2 separate regions of the Arabidopsis thaliana genome follow, and region 2 is linked to region 1. A link is a contact called in public capture Hi-C data. All regions are on one chromosome and are shown on one strand. The core of a region is the stretch at or near the end of the contact, and the rest is flanking DNA. Distances in the headings are between cores, read along the strand shown. Region 1 holds the start of AT5G35530 (Ribosomal protein S3 family protein). Region 2 holds the start of CYP79A3P (cytochrome P450, family 79, subfamily A, polypeptide 3 pseudogene).

Evidence for each region. Capture Hi-C pulls out chosen DNA fragments and counts their contacts.
Region 2: a capture Hi-C map of seedling shows a contact between it and region 1, with 2.1 times the contacts expected there. The contact joins the promoter of CYP79A3P here to the promoter of AT5G35530 in region 1. A contact is called at or near these places in 1 of 26 Hi-C or Micro-C datasets (callus) and 1 of 3 other capture datasets (seedling).

What each region holds. Positions count from the first base shown.
Region 1 is chr5:13,709,912-13,716,105 of TAIR10.1, forward strand. It overlaps AT5G35530 (Ribosomal protein S3 family protein), which reads right to left and starts at 2,377. Exons shown (of 6, transcript NM_122944.5): 1 at 2,252-2,377; 2 at 2,016-2,163; 3 at 1,755-1,926; 4 at 951-1,005; 5 at 745-876; 6 at 115-653. The coding sequence starts at 2,281. The coding sequence ends at 444. It also overlaps the pseudogene AT5G35535.
Region 2 is chr5:14,045,760-14,051,953 of TAIR10.1, forward strand. It overlaps CYP79A3P (cytochrome P450, family 79, subfamily A, polypeptide 3 pseudogene), which reads left to right and starts at 3,364. Exons shown (of 4, transcript NM_148046.1): 1 at 3,364-4,338; 2 at 4,745-4,855; 3 at 4,900-5,119; 4 at 5,203-5,369. The coding sequence starts at 3,364. The coding sequence ends at 5,369. It also overlaps the pseudogene AT5G35915 and the pseudogene AT5G35918.

The sequences.
Region 1 (6,194 bases), core at 1,127-3,626:
AATAAAAAATACTTGATAAGCTTTTTGAGTTTAGGATTAAATGATAAAGCACTATTCAATTCATAAAAACTAAATGGAGTTTGTATTAGTGGCAAAAGTGTACCATTGGATCCCATTTGACGCTATAGACATGCAATTGTAAGGATAAGAAAAAAAGTTTGAAGATAGATTCACAGGAACTCGGAGACATAAGCTAGTTATCAACATGCCACAAGCAAGATCTTGGTGTCGATAAACACAAATTTTCTAATTAAAAAAAGACAAATCGTTAATAGATAAATAAAATTTAAACAAAAGATAACGAAAAACATACATTCATATCCTTGATGTAATTCAACCTCCAGAACTTTAAGTATTAACTTAGAATAACATGAGAAAACTAGTACTGTCCCAAAAAAAGAACCATCCCCATTGGGTTTTAAACCAGAAAACGAAAAGGCTCTCTAAGCAACTGGCATTGCTGGATAATCTGTGGTGGTTAATGGAGCTTCCGGTACAAAAGCAGCTTGAGTAACAACCTGAGCAGGTGCAATGTATACATCATCTTCTTTCGGTGTATGGATGATCACAACATCAGGCAATGGTGTCATCGGTCCTTGTTTGCCCTTGGGGTCCCAGTCAAGCATGATCTTCACCTTGAGACCAAGCACACCCTGCACATGTGATTAACCAGATTCAGGTTACACAAGATCTCACTAGGTAGAATGTGATTCAAGAAACAGGTTTCCACTGTGAAGAACTGACCTGTCTAAGAAGAACATGCCTAACTGCAGCATCAATGTATTCCTTGGTTGGCTGACCTGAGGAAACCATGTAACCATCCTTGAACTTCATCGACTTAGCACGTGCAGCACGGAGTTTTCCACTCACAATGACCTGCATACATGATAAGAACCCTATAGAGGTATTCTGAAAGAAAGGTAACAGAAAACAAAGAGGTTTGCACTCACTTCGCATCCTTTAGCTCCACTCTCCATAACAAACCTTAAAACACCATAGCACGCCCTATACAACAAAATATCATGCAATATTAACATTCTGAGCATAAGAGATCAAAGCATAAAAGCCATATTTAGGAGAACAGTTCAAATTTAAAGTAACATAATAGAAAGCCTGATAGACTCGATGTGGGTATCTAGACAACTAAAAATCAAACCGAATGATAATCACGAGTGGAATAAAAGGATTTCTAATTACACTGATCTATAGACGCAGCTAACAACAAGTCCAACACTAATATAACTTCAGCGGCAAATCATGTTTACTAATACGCAACACTTGTTACACAGTTTGTTTAATCGAAGGATAGAATACAGACATTGGACCGATACATAGCTTAACTACATTAACACAAAGTCTACACGAACATACAAATAGCAAACTCTAATTTGTCCCATGCTTTAAGCCATGTAAAGAAAAATACAGAAAATCGATTCAGGATACTTCACTACATTAACAAAGTCTTAAACTGATTCAGGACACTTCACACAAACACTATTTTAACGCAGTTTGTTAATCATGCACAGATAGAAAACGACACTGGATCACCACCTAGATAAACTACATTAACACATAGTCTAAGTACCATTATCTCCTATTTGTTTCATCACCATTCTTTAAGCCAAAAACAGAAAGAGACATTAAACTAATTCAGGATACTTCACTACATTAACACACAGTCTTAAGCATCAATCTAACAAATCAACACCGGAATGATAGCTACAAAAGGATGCAGCAATAGAAACACGTCATACCTACGAACAGCAAGACCACCAAGAAGCTTGTAACGAAGAGACTCAGCCTGAGCAATAGCACAAAGACCTCTGTTAGCAACCTTCTCAGCATAAAGCTCAACACTGTCCTGAGGAAATTTGAATCTCTTTTGTACAAGAGATGTCAATTCCCTAATCCTCCTTCCCTTCTCACCTAAACCAAACAGAGAATCATCAAATTGATATCATAGAAACAAAAAAAGGTCGAATCAGAGCAAGGTTAACGAAAATGCACCAACATACCGAGAACGTTTTGAGTACGAGTGGCTCTAATGATGATCTCAGTACGCATAGGAGTGACGCGAACCTCAACACCAGAGTAACCATCCTCAGCAAGCTCTCTGGTTAGAACCTCATTGAGTTCAGCGTAAAACACACCATCGGCTACGAACTACAAAATTCAAAACTTTTTTTGTGTTAAGCTTAGAATACGATACATTGGTAGAGAGATAGAGACAGGGGAGGGCAAAAGATATCACCTTTCTCTTCTTGCTGATCTGGGTCGCCATGATTGTTTGCAAAGCTTGAGGAGGCTAGAGACAAAAACCCTAGATTCGGAGAAGAGAGTGCGTTAGGAGTGAAATGATAAAATTGTGTGGTTAAATAAAGTTAAGAGCAAGGCCCGGCCTTTTAAGGCCCATTTCTATTGACAAGCCACAATATAAAGGGACTGAAAATAAAACCATTTCACCCGTATTAAAATTAGTGACAGTGAGAATTGAATTTAGCTATCCCGATCACGTCTCATATCTATAATTTCCGTTCCTTGTGTTAGCAAGAGTAGTTTAGATAGTATTTTTCTGTTCAAAAAAAAAAAAAAAAAAAGATAGTATTTTCATTTTCCAAATTACGATGATGTTATTGGTTCGTGATTTTGAAAGAGTTTTTAGTGAATTTTAAAAAGTATTAGACGGTACATGTGCTACGCACAATATTCATGCTTTAATTAGTTTATCAGTTTCACTTCTTTATATATATTACGAATTTCAGGTATTTTATTTGTCTATAAATGTTTATTTGTATAATTTATAAATTTTAAGAGTTTCAAAATTTATTATTGGTATCATTTGAACATGGATACTATTATAATTATATATTTAATATATATAGTTGTATAGATAGTATGTCAAGGTTTAGTATATTTTATTAACATGTAAATTAATTATCAAATTTGACAAATTAATAAGACAAACATAAATTTTATCAAAATCAGAATTATAGAAGAAAAACTTAAAAGAATTATTAATAAAAACTTAAATTTAAATTCAATTAAGTTAACTAACAAAAATTAATTTCAACAAAAATGTAATTAATTTTATTTTTAAATATTTAAACAGATTTTTATATTTTAATTATCAAACATAATAGATGGTCTAATTAAATGTTTTAACAGTTATTTAAATAAATTTAGAATATTCAAACCAATTCGAATTCAAACACATTAATTTGATATTTATAATATCATATATATAAAATAAAGCAGATTTGTTATATTTAATTAGGAAATGTTTTTTAAATTATCTTATTGGATTAGTAGTATTTAAACATATAATGAGTTTTCATTTAAAGATGCTCCCAAGCGACTTTTCCGAAACGGTTTTCGCTAGCTACTTCGGAACCCTAGATCTCCTTCTGCCGGCGATCTAATCCTCCTTTCCGGCGACTACCTTCCCCCTCAGTTCCGCCTCCTCGCCTCTACCCCCATCTTGTAGTCTCCTTTGCTTACCGAAGGCTCCTCAGATCTGACGAGTTTCCAGATCTCCTCGCCTTTTCCCGATGTCTCGTCGTTACTCTCCTAGCGATCGCAGATCCACCCTGGATCCCCCTTTCCGGCCTCCTCGCCCTCCGAGAGTTAAAGTCCCGGCTTTTGACAACTCTGAGTTGTTGCGCAGACATGCCCTCACGGCCATCGGCAGACTTACCAATCCGGCGGAACAAGACGTCTGGGCAGTACTGCCTTTCCTAGCCGACCACTGGAAGTTTTCCACCCGACCTACTGGAGCAGATCTTGGGAATGGGTTATTCCAATTCCAATTCGCGACTGAGCAAGACCTTGCTAGAGCCCTAAAGTATCAACCCTACCATTTTTCGCAATGGATGATAATTTTCCAACGTTGGGAGCCGACGATTGATAAGGATTTCCCTTCCCAGATCCCTTTCTGGATCAATGTTCAAGGTGTGTCGATTCATCTTTGGTCTGAAGGAATCCTGGTTAGTATTGCGAAGAGTGTGGGAGTTCTAGAGAAGACTGAAGTTTCGTCTACCTTCTTTCGAATGAGGGTGCTAGTAAATGGGCTGAAGCCCCTCGTGTTGAAGACGATTGTGGAGTTTGAAGATGGGAGTGAAGTGGAAGCCTCCCTAGTTTACGAGAAGCTGAGAAATTATTGCAAATCCTGCTACAAGCTGGATCATTCCCATCTGTCCTGCCCCCTCCTTGGTAGAAAAGAGAGTAGAAGACTAGAAGAACCTATCAATCCAATCTCGTGGGAGGAGATTAGAGGCAAAAGCTCCAACTCGTCCTCTGCCTCAAGAATCTTCAGGATATCTGAGGATAGTTCCTCTCAGAGAAGAGATGTGCCTGCCTCCAACCACCGCACCCGTAATAGGCAAAGACACCAAACGGACTGCTCTAGACGATTCCGGGAATCTGGTGGGGATGTAAGAAGAAGAGATGGTCATGAACCTCAGAGGGAAAGGATTCGACCAGTGCTCTCCCCCAGACATTCTATTTCTTCTTCTGAGAATGATATGCGTTCTTCTCTGTCCAGAAGGCAGAGATCTTCGGATCCTGCCCCAGTTAATCGACGATCACATTCCTTCCAAGAGGACTCCCACCCAGGCCCTTCTGTCTATCGACCCCTTATTGATAAGGGTAAAGGTGTTCAAAGAAAATACTCTCCTGTTCTAGAGGATAACGCAAGTCGAAGCCAGGAAGTGCAAGGCTCTGGCCTAGCTTCAAGTCACAGAGACAAAGACAGGCCCCCGCCAGGAAAGGATGCACTGAATGCTGCTATGGATGAGCTCCGAGGGGTCATGACCCAGTATGTTAGCTGCCCGGATCCTACAGAGAGTGCGGCCAGACGCGAAAGAGTTTGACAGGCAGAGGCTCTAGGAGAGCTTGAAGCAACTGCTGAGCAAATGGTTAGAGCAGCTCAACCAGCTCCTTCTTCTACCTCAGTCCAAATCCCTGAGGAGGTGACTTCATCCAGCGTGGAGAGAGTTCCGGTATCTCAACGTCTAGGTCCAGTCAATCAGCCTAAACCCAAGAGGAAAGTCAGGTCCAAGCAGTCTCCTAAAAGGAAGGTAGGAAGACCTCCAGGCAAGCGTGCTAGTCCAAAGCCCCTGGCAGGAGTGAAGTCAAAGAAGCTGAAACTTCTCAACCAGCAAACCATCCCGTTCCCCAGAAGAAGACTAATCTTGGATCAGGATCATGTTTCAGAGGATCCCATGAGTCCACATCGGGATGAAGCACAAATGGGTGGTCCTTCGATACAGAATCATGTGGATTTTCACTCCCCAAGAAGCCGGCTCACGTAACCATGAGCTGGAACTGTCAAGGGATTGGGAACCCCAAGACAGTTCGCAGAGTGAGAGAGATACTCAAGAAACTCTCTCCTGATGTTATATTTCTAATGGAGACGATGAATCAAGATGAAGTGGTTTTGAAGAAGCTAGATTTCTTGAAGAGATATAATCACTTCCTAGTTTCCCCTTCTGGACAAGGGAAGGGAGGTTTGGCCCTGTTCTGGAAGCACGACGTGGAGATGGCAATTGTTTCCTCCTGCGATAACTTCATTGATGCCAGAGTTTCATTCAAAAGAATCTCCTTTCTGGCAACCTATGTTTATGGGGAACCAGAACAGTCAAAGAAAGGAGCTACCTGGGAAAAGCTGAAGTGTCTTGCTGATAACCGAGAGGAGCCATGGTTTCTCACAGGGGACTTCAACGAGATACTGGATAATTCTGAGAAATCAGAAGGGCCACCAAGAGCTGAGGGATCTTTCGTCGAGTTCAGGTCATTCATGTCTGAATGTGGACTCTTCGACCTTAAGCACTTAGGTAACTCCCTCTCTTGGCGTGGAGTCAGGCATACTCATCTGGTTAGAGCCCGGTTGGACAGAGCCATGTCAAATGGTGCCTGCCTAGAGCTCTTCTCAAGAGGAAGGTGTGATTATAGAAAGTTTGAAGGCTCTAATCACAGACCTATCATTACTTTCCTAAGGCAAGATAAGCAACGCAAGAAGGGGCTTTTTCGATATGATAGAAGACTGAAGGAGAATGAGGAGATCAAAGACCTCATAGCTGCAGCTTGGAATGAAGATTTGTCTGATTCGGTGGAGAAGAAACTTAGTCGATGCAGGAGGGCTATCATCTCCTGGACAAAGGAGACTCAGAGAAACAGCCAGAAGATCATAGAGGCGC
Region 2 (6,194 bases), core at 2,114-4,613, 340 kb after region 1:
CAAGGCACTTACCAAAATTTATCATTTGGGAATACAAGACGTTTTCGTGAGCATGTCGGTGGAAGAGAGGCTAGGATGAATTCAAACCATTATGGAATAATTTGAGCTTAATTTTTATTTTCTTTGTTTTTAAAGTTTTTAATTTGGATTCACCAAAATTATTATGAATAAATTCTTTATCTTATTTTTTATTCTCAAACTTCAAAACTCTAGAAAACTTGAAACAAAAAAATAAAAAATTGGTCAAAGTTTTGTTAGATTTCGTTTAGATTATAAAATCATTTGTTATAGAGTTCAATTCTATTAGAAAACCAAATGACATCATATATCACTGAAAATAGACTTCCACGACAGAATGAATAGTGATTCAGTTTAAATGAACTCAGATGTTTTGAAATCTGATAAACTTCAACTCTAATGGAGTTGACTTCAACTTCACTAACCAATAATACCACCTTAGTTTAGTGGAGGATCTTTGAGACACATGCGGTTGCTAAAAATAACTACAAAAACTTTGAATCTTTTGAATACGAATTTTATTTAAAATTTAAATGAAAATTAATTATAGATTTTTGGGTTGTTCAAAATGTGTTTGTAGTTTCTAAGAGAACGTTGAATCATATTATTCATCACTTTATTTCATGACAATATGGGTATGCAATGTATGAATTGTTTATTTTTACCAGCGTCTATCTTCTATAAGACAAGAGTTTCAACGTGAGATATGCTAACAACGTTAAAACTAAAGATAATACAAAATTAAATAATTTTAAAAAGATTATTATTTATTGGTACGACAAGAGCACAAACTCACTAAGATATGAACACTTATAATTGTGACATATTATGAACACCTATATTTTATCTTTATCATCACTCTATTATTCTACATATCTTTGGGTATGCAATGAACAAATTTCACACATTTACTTTAATGGTGTATTGGATCATGCATGTGGAAACTAAAAATAGTCTGACAACTCTTGAATCACCCGAATATATATTAATTTTGTTTGATTTCAAATAAAAAGTGAATGATAAATTTTTGGGTTGTTCATATTTTCCAGCTAATTAGTGAAGGAAAGTGGTAAATATATATATATGATTGTATAAGACAATGTATATATGGTTGTATAAGACAATGTTAAATATATTGTTTTCAACACATCCATTTCCTGGCACATGCCTTTCTACTTCCACAAGTTTTCAAAAAAATCAAGTATGTTCCTATACGATGAGATGGAACCAGTATCGGCGCACCTTCCATTGAGGCGGTTGTTCGAACATTTTTTGTTTTTTTTTTGTCTATTTGTGGTTAATCAGTATTCGGAGACTCTCAAATTTCACAGTTAAACTCTTTACAAATTTCTCTAGGTGTGCCATTTTCTTTAGTGTACAAAAAAAACTTTTTTGTTCGAATCTTCATCACAGATATGTCTTTTTGGAGCTCTTTCATCCTATCCAAAGATTCTCGGAACCGAAAAAATGCACAAAGAGACCATGCAAATGAAAGATACTCTACTTTCCTATTATGTATGAGTTTGGGACAACTAACTAAATCAAACGACACGTAAGCCCAACAAAACAATTGGTAGAAGTTGTAGATTTAATTAATGACCACGGGCAATTAAGATTTATTGAAACCATGTAGATTATAAATTATAATAATAGTCGAATCAAGGCCGTGAAAAAAAAAAGTCGAATCAAGGCCTTTGTAAAAAAGCCCATGGGCTTTTTTAAAGAAAACTAAATGTAGAAACGTCCTGAAGCGACCTTAGAAACCCTAAACACTCTTACGATCGTTTCTGGTTATTACGTTTTCGAGCCGCTGTTTCTTCTTCTCTGGTTCGCGTAAATCAGTATGGATCAGAATCTGGATCCAGCTTTTGGGATAATTTTCCTCTGGGATATCGAGAACTGTCGTCTCGAGTTTAAAATGGTACCAAAAATGATGAACAACATTCGTAGGTCTCTGAGAAGGGCTGACAACAGGTATCATATAGTCAAAAAGGTTTTGGTCGGAAACCAGAACCTTAGGTTCATCAAAGATAATCTGGTCTATCTACATGTAGAAGGATTCGAGTTCTATGACATACCGCTTAGGGAACACACCTGCCCTGAACCCTGCGGTTTTGTGGTTCAACATTCACCGTTCAAAAGGTTATCTTACCAAAACTACTTTAACAAAAAGAAATTTTACAAATCCCTCTACATTAAAAGTTCTTAAATCAAAAACTGTCCAGTAAGTAGTATTGTTCAAAACGGTGTGTTTTAAAGTTATTTGTTAACAAAAAAAAATTCCGATATCAATCCATAAATTTGTGTAAATGATTATAAACGACTAAATTTGGGCTCAAAACATTATTTTGATGAAGAGCACTAATGGATAAAAATAACATTTCTTAAATATTTGTTTAAAGGACTAGTACAATAACATTTTTAACTATTTTAAAAATATATTTATAGTTGGTCTGAGTAGGAAATAACCGAAATCTTAGTTTTATGGAAAAATATTATAACGTTCTATGTAATTAAAATAGTGTTTAAGCATCAGTGTTTAAACTCTGTAAAACTGTGTAAATGATTATATGTTTTCTTCTTATTTTGACATTTAACATTAAAATATTTCATGTTGAGTCGAACTGGATCTTCTTAAAATCACAATATACAGAAAATTAGTTTAACTATCTTTATTTAACTTTTTTTTTGGTCAACTATTTAATTAGTATTACTACTGTAGTATCATAGTTGCTCCAAAAAAAAGAAAAAGTACAATAGTTTTCTATTTTATTCAATATTTGTCTAAGCCACAAAGAAAGTAACTCTAGACTGACAAGCGTGAAAGGAGGTTAATTAGCTTAGTCTCGTACTCACACATCATTTCAAAAGTAGAGAGCAACATCACATGACAACAACAAGTGATCCCTTGTTTCTGAATACAAAGAACAGAGACCACAAGTCGTTTGGAGCGGCTCTCCCCAGCCAACAAATCTTGATTTGGTAGGCAATCGGTCCAGGTTTGCTATCCACATGTTAAAAGTATGTTTAGGCGTGGCCGCTTTACATTAAACCAAACCGAATCTGACGAGTCTACCAAATCAGCTCTTGGTCTTAGAACAGACCACGTTCTTGATGATGAGAAGCCTTTGCAACTTATATGTTCTCCACCACCCAACCATAAGAGGCCATACCTCGAGAATCCTTTTGCAACTTATTTTTCTTTCCAACATTTAAAGCACATTTATTTTCAACAGATTACAGTTAGACACAAGCATTGTTCCATTGCCGTTTCATGGCTATAAATAGCTTATTCCTCATTGTTTCAACAGAATTCAAATAATTTCTACAAATTGAGATTAAAAAATGTTCGACGACTCTACCTCAATGCTTGCGTTTATCCTAGGTTTGCTTCTCCTATCATTAACAATGAAGCGTAAAGAGACGAAGAAAACCATGTTAATGACTAGCCACACGAGAAACCTCTCTCTTCCTCCGGGGCCAAAATCTTGGCCTTTAGTTGGAAACCTACCAGAAATACTAGGGAGGAACAAACCGGTGTTCCGGTGGATACATTCATTGATGGAAGAACTCAACACCGATATTGCATGTATCCGTCTTGCGAATACTCACGTGATCCCCGTGACATCCCCGAGAATTGCAAGGGAGATTCTGAAGAAGCAAGACTCCGTTTTCGCCATTAGACCGCTAACAATGGGGACGGAGTATTGCAGCCGCGGGTACTTGACCATTGCGGTGCAGTCACAAGGAGAGCAGTGGAAAAAGATGAGGAGAGTGGTGGCATCTCACGTGACAAGCAAGAAGAGCTTCAAATTGATGCTTGAAAAGAGAACCGAAGAGGCAGATAACTTAGTCCGGTACATCAATAACCGCTGTGTCAAAAACCGTGGTAATGGTAATGGTCTTGCGGTTATTGATTTAAGATTTGTGGTACGACAATACAGCGGGAATGTAGCTCGGAAGATGATGTTTGGTATACGGCATTTTGGTAAAGGAAGTGAAGATGAATCGGGACCAGGGTCCGAAGAGATTGAACATGTCGAATCTTTGTTTACGGTTTTAACCCATCTTTACGCCTTTGCATTGTCGGATTATGTCCCGTGGTTAAGGTTCTTGGACTTGGAAGGCCATGAGAAGGTTGTGGCTGACGCAATGAGAAATGTAAGTAAGTATAACGATCCTTTTGTCGATGAAAGACTCATGCAATGGCGAAATGGGAAGATGAAAGAGCCTCAAGATTTTCTCGACATGTTTATAATGGCGAAAGACACCAACGGAAAGCCTACTCTATCGGAAGAAGAGATCAAAGCACAAGTGACGGTATGCATATTATGGACTTCGCTTAGTATTTTTTTTAATCTACCACAATATAGTAGGTAGAGTATTTTTTTTATAACAAGAAACTTTCGTCGTTTCATGGCCAATAGTGATCCGACTCTGATAATACATGTGTCATGTCGACAAAAGTAAATCAGTTGTCCATGAATGTAGTACTTAGGATGGGTAAAACTGTAACAACACCTCTGCAACCTCAAAGATCATGGTAAATTGTAGTGGAGTTTCTTTAGGAAATAAAGCTCTAAATATTTTCAATTTTGAATTCCATGCATTAGAGATGTATTTTCACAAGCAAAATGTTTAAATTTCTTTTACAAAAAAACGAAAAACAAAATTATCCGATGATCTCTAAATTTTTTTTGATGGTTGATTATGTTGGATTATGAAGGAACTAATGTTGGCTACAGTAGATAATCCGTCTAATGCGGCGGAGTGGGCTATGGCGGAGATGATTAACGAGCCGAGCATCATGCAAAAAGCTGTGGAGGAGATCGATAGGGTAGTTGGAAGACACCGTTTTGTTCTTGAGTCTGACCTCCCTAGTCTAACCTACGTGAAAGCGTGTGTGAAGAGACATTTCGGTTACATCCGGTGGCGCCATTCAACCTCCCTCACATGTCCACTGCTGATGCTGTGGTGGATGGTTACTTCATCCCCAAGGGAAGCCACATGCTTATTAGTCGTATGGGGATCGGGAGAAACCCTAATGTGTGGGACAAGCCGCTTAAATTTAACCCTGAGAGACATTTAGGCAATAACTCATGTGTGGAACTAAAAGAGCCTAATCTCAATATAATATCGTTCAGTGCATGAAGACGAGGGTGTATGGGTGCGGACATTGGGCAGCCATGACGTACATGTTGCTGGCTCGGTTGATTCAAGGGTTCACATGGTCACCAGTGCCTGGTGAAAGTAAAATTGATATTTCAGAAAGCAAGAGTGATCTTTTTATGGCAAAACCCTTACATGCGGTTGCAACACCTCGTTTGGATCCACATGTGTATCCAACCTGATTTAAACGGTATTTGTTTTGTTTTTGTTTTTTTCCTGATAAGACATGTAATGGTATTATGTTAAATAGTTTATCTAGAAACAGCTATCATGAATAATATAATTGAATTTTTCATTTACTTTATATTTAAACATAAGATTGAAAATGTATTAACGTCTATTTGCAAGTTTAATTGATTTGAAAGAGCAAATGGAAAATTCAAGCAAAAATCATGTCTTGTTGGATTAAAGTTTTGGTTTGTAAATAATTAGGAGATTTATTGGGTTGTACATAATCATGATCATTTATTTGTTCTTAGTTAGATAATTAGGCTAATTCATATCCTATTAAGTGTATCTCTTATGTACATTCGGCAATAGAAATTTCAAGCACAATAATGTGTTGTTGGATTTAAAATCTTGTGTTATTTGTTTAATGTCTCATAAATAGTAGTTAATATTTGATGATTTGTTTTTAATGATTTATAATTAGAAATCAATTACTATTTTAAAATACACTTATAGAATTCAAAATCAATTAAAATCTAAACCAATAAATCATGTTTACCAATTAGTCTTCGTCGGTATAGATGATAGGTTTCTACCAACTTATTTGTTTTCTATTAATCCGACCTCCTCCTGAGAAGCCAATGCTTATGAAATCAAGACACGTTTGATTAGATTGATTCAAAATTTCAAATCTCTTAAGTTATTGGGAACCCCTATGATCATTTGGATTTTTTTGAGAGGTTGTGTAGTACGTTTAAAAATGGAGGTGTGCCCGAAGATAGTTTCAAGCTCATTTTGTTTCCTCTTTCTCTTAGAGAAAAAGCAAGCCTGGGAGAAAA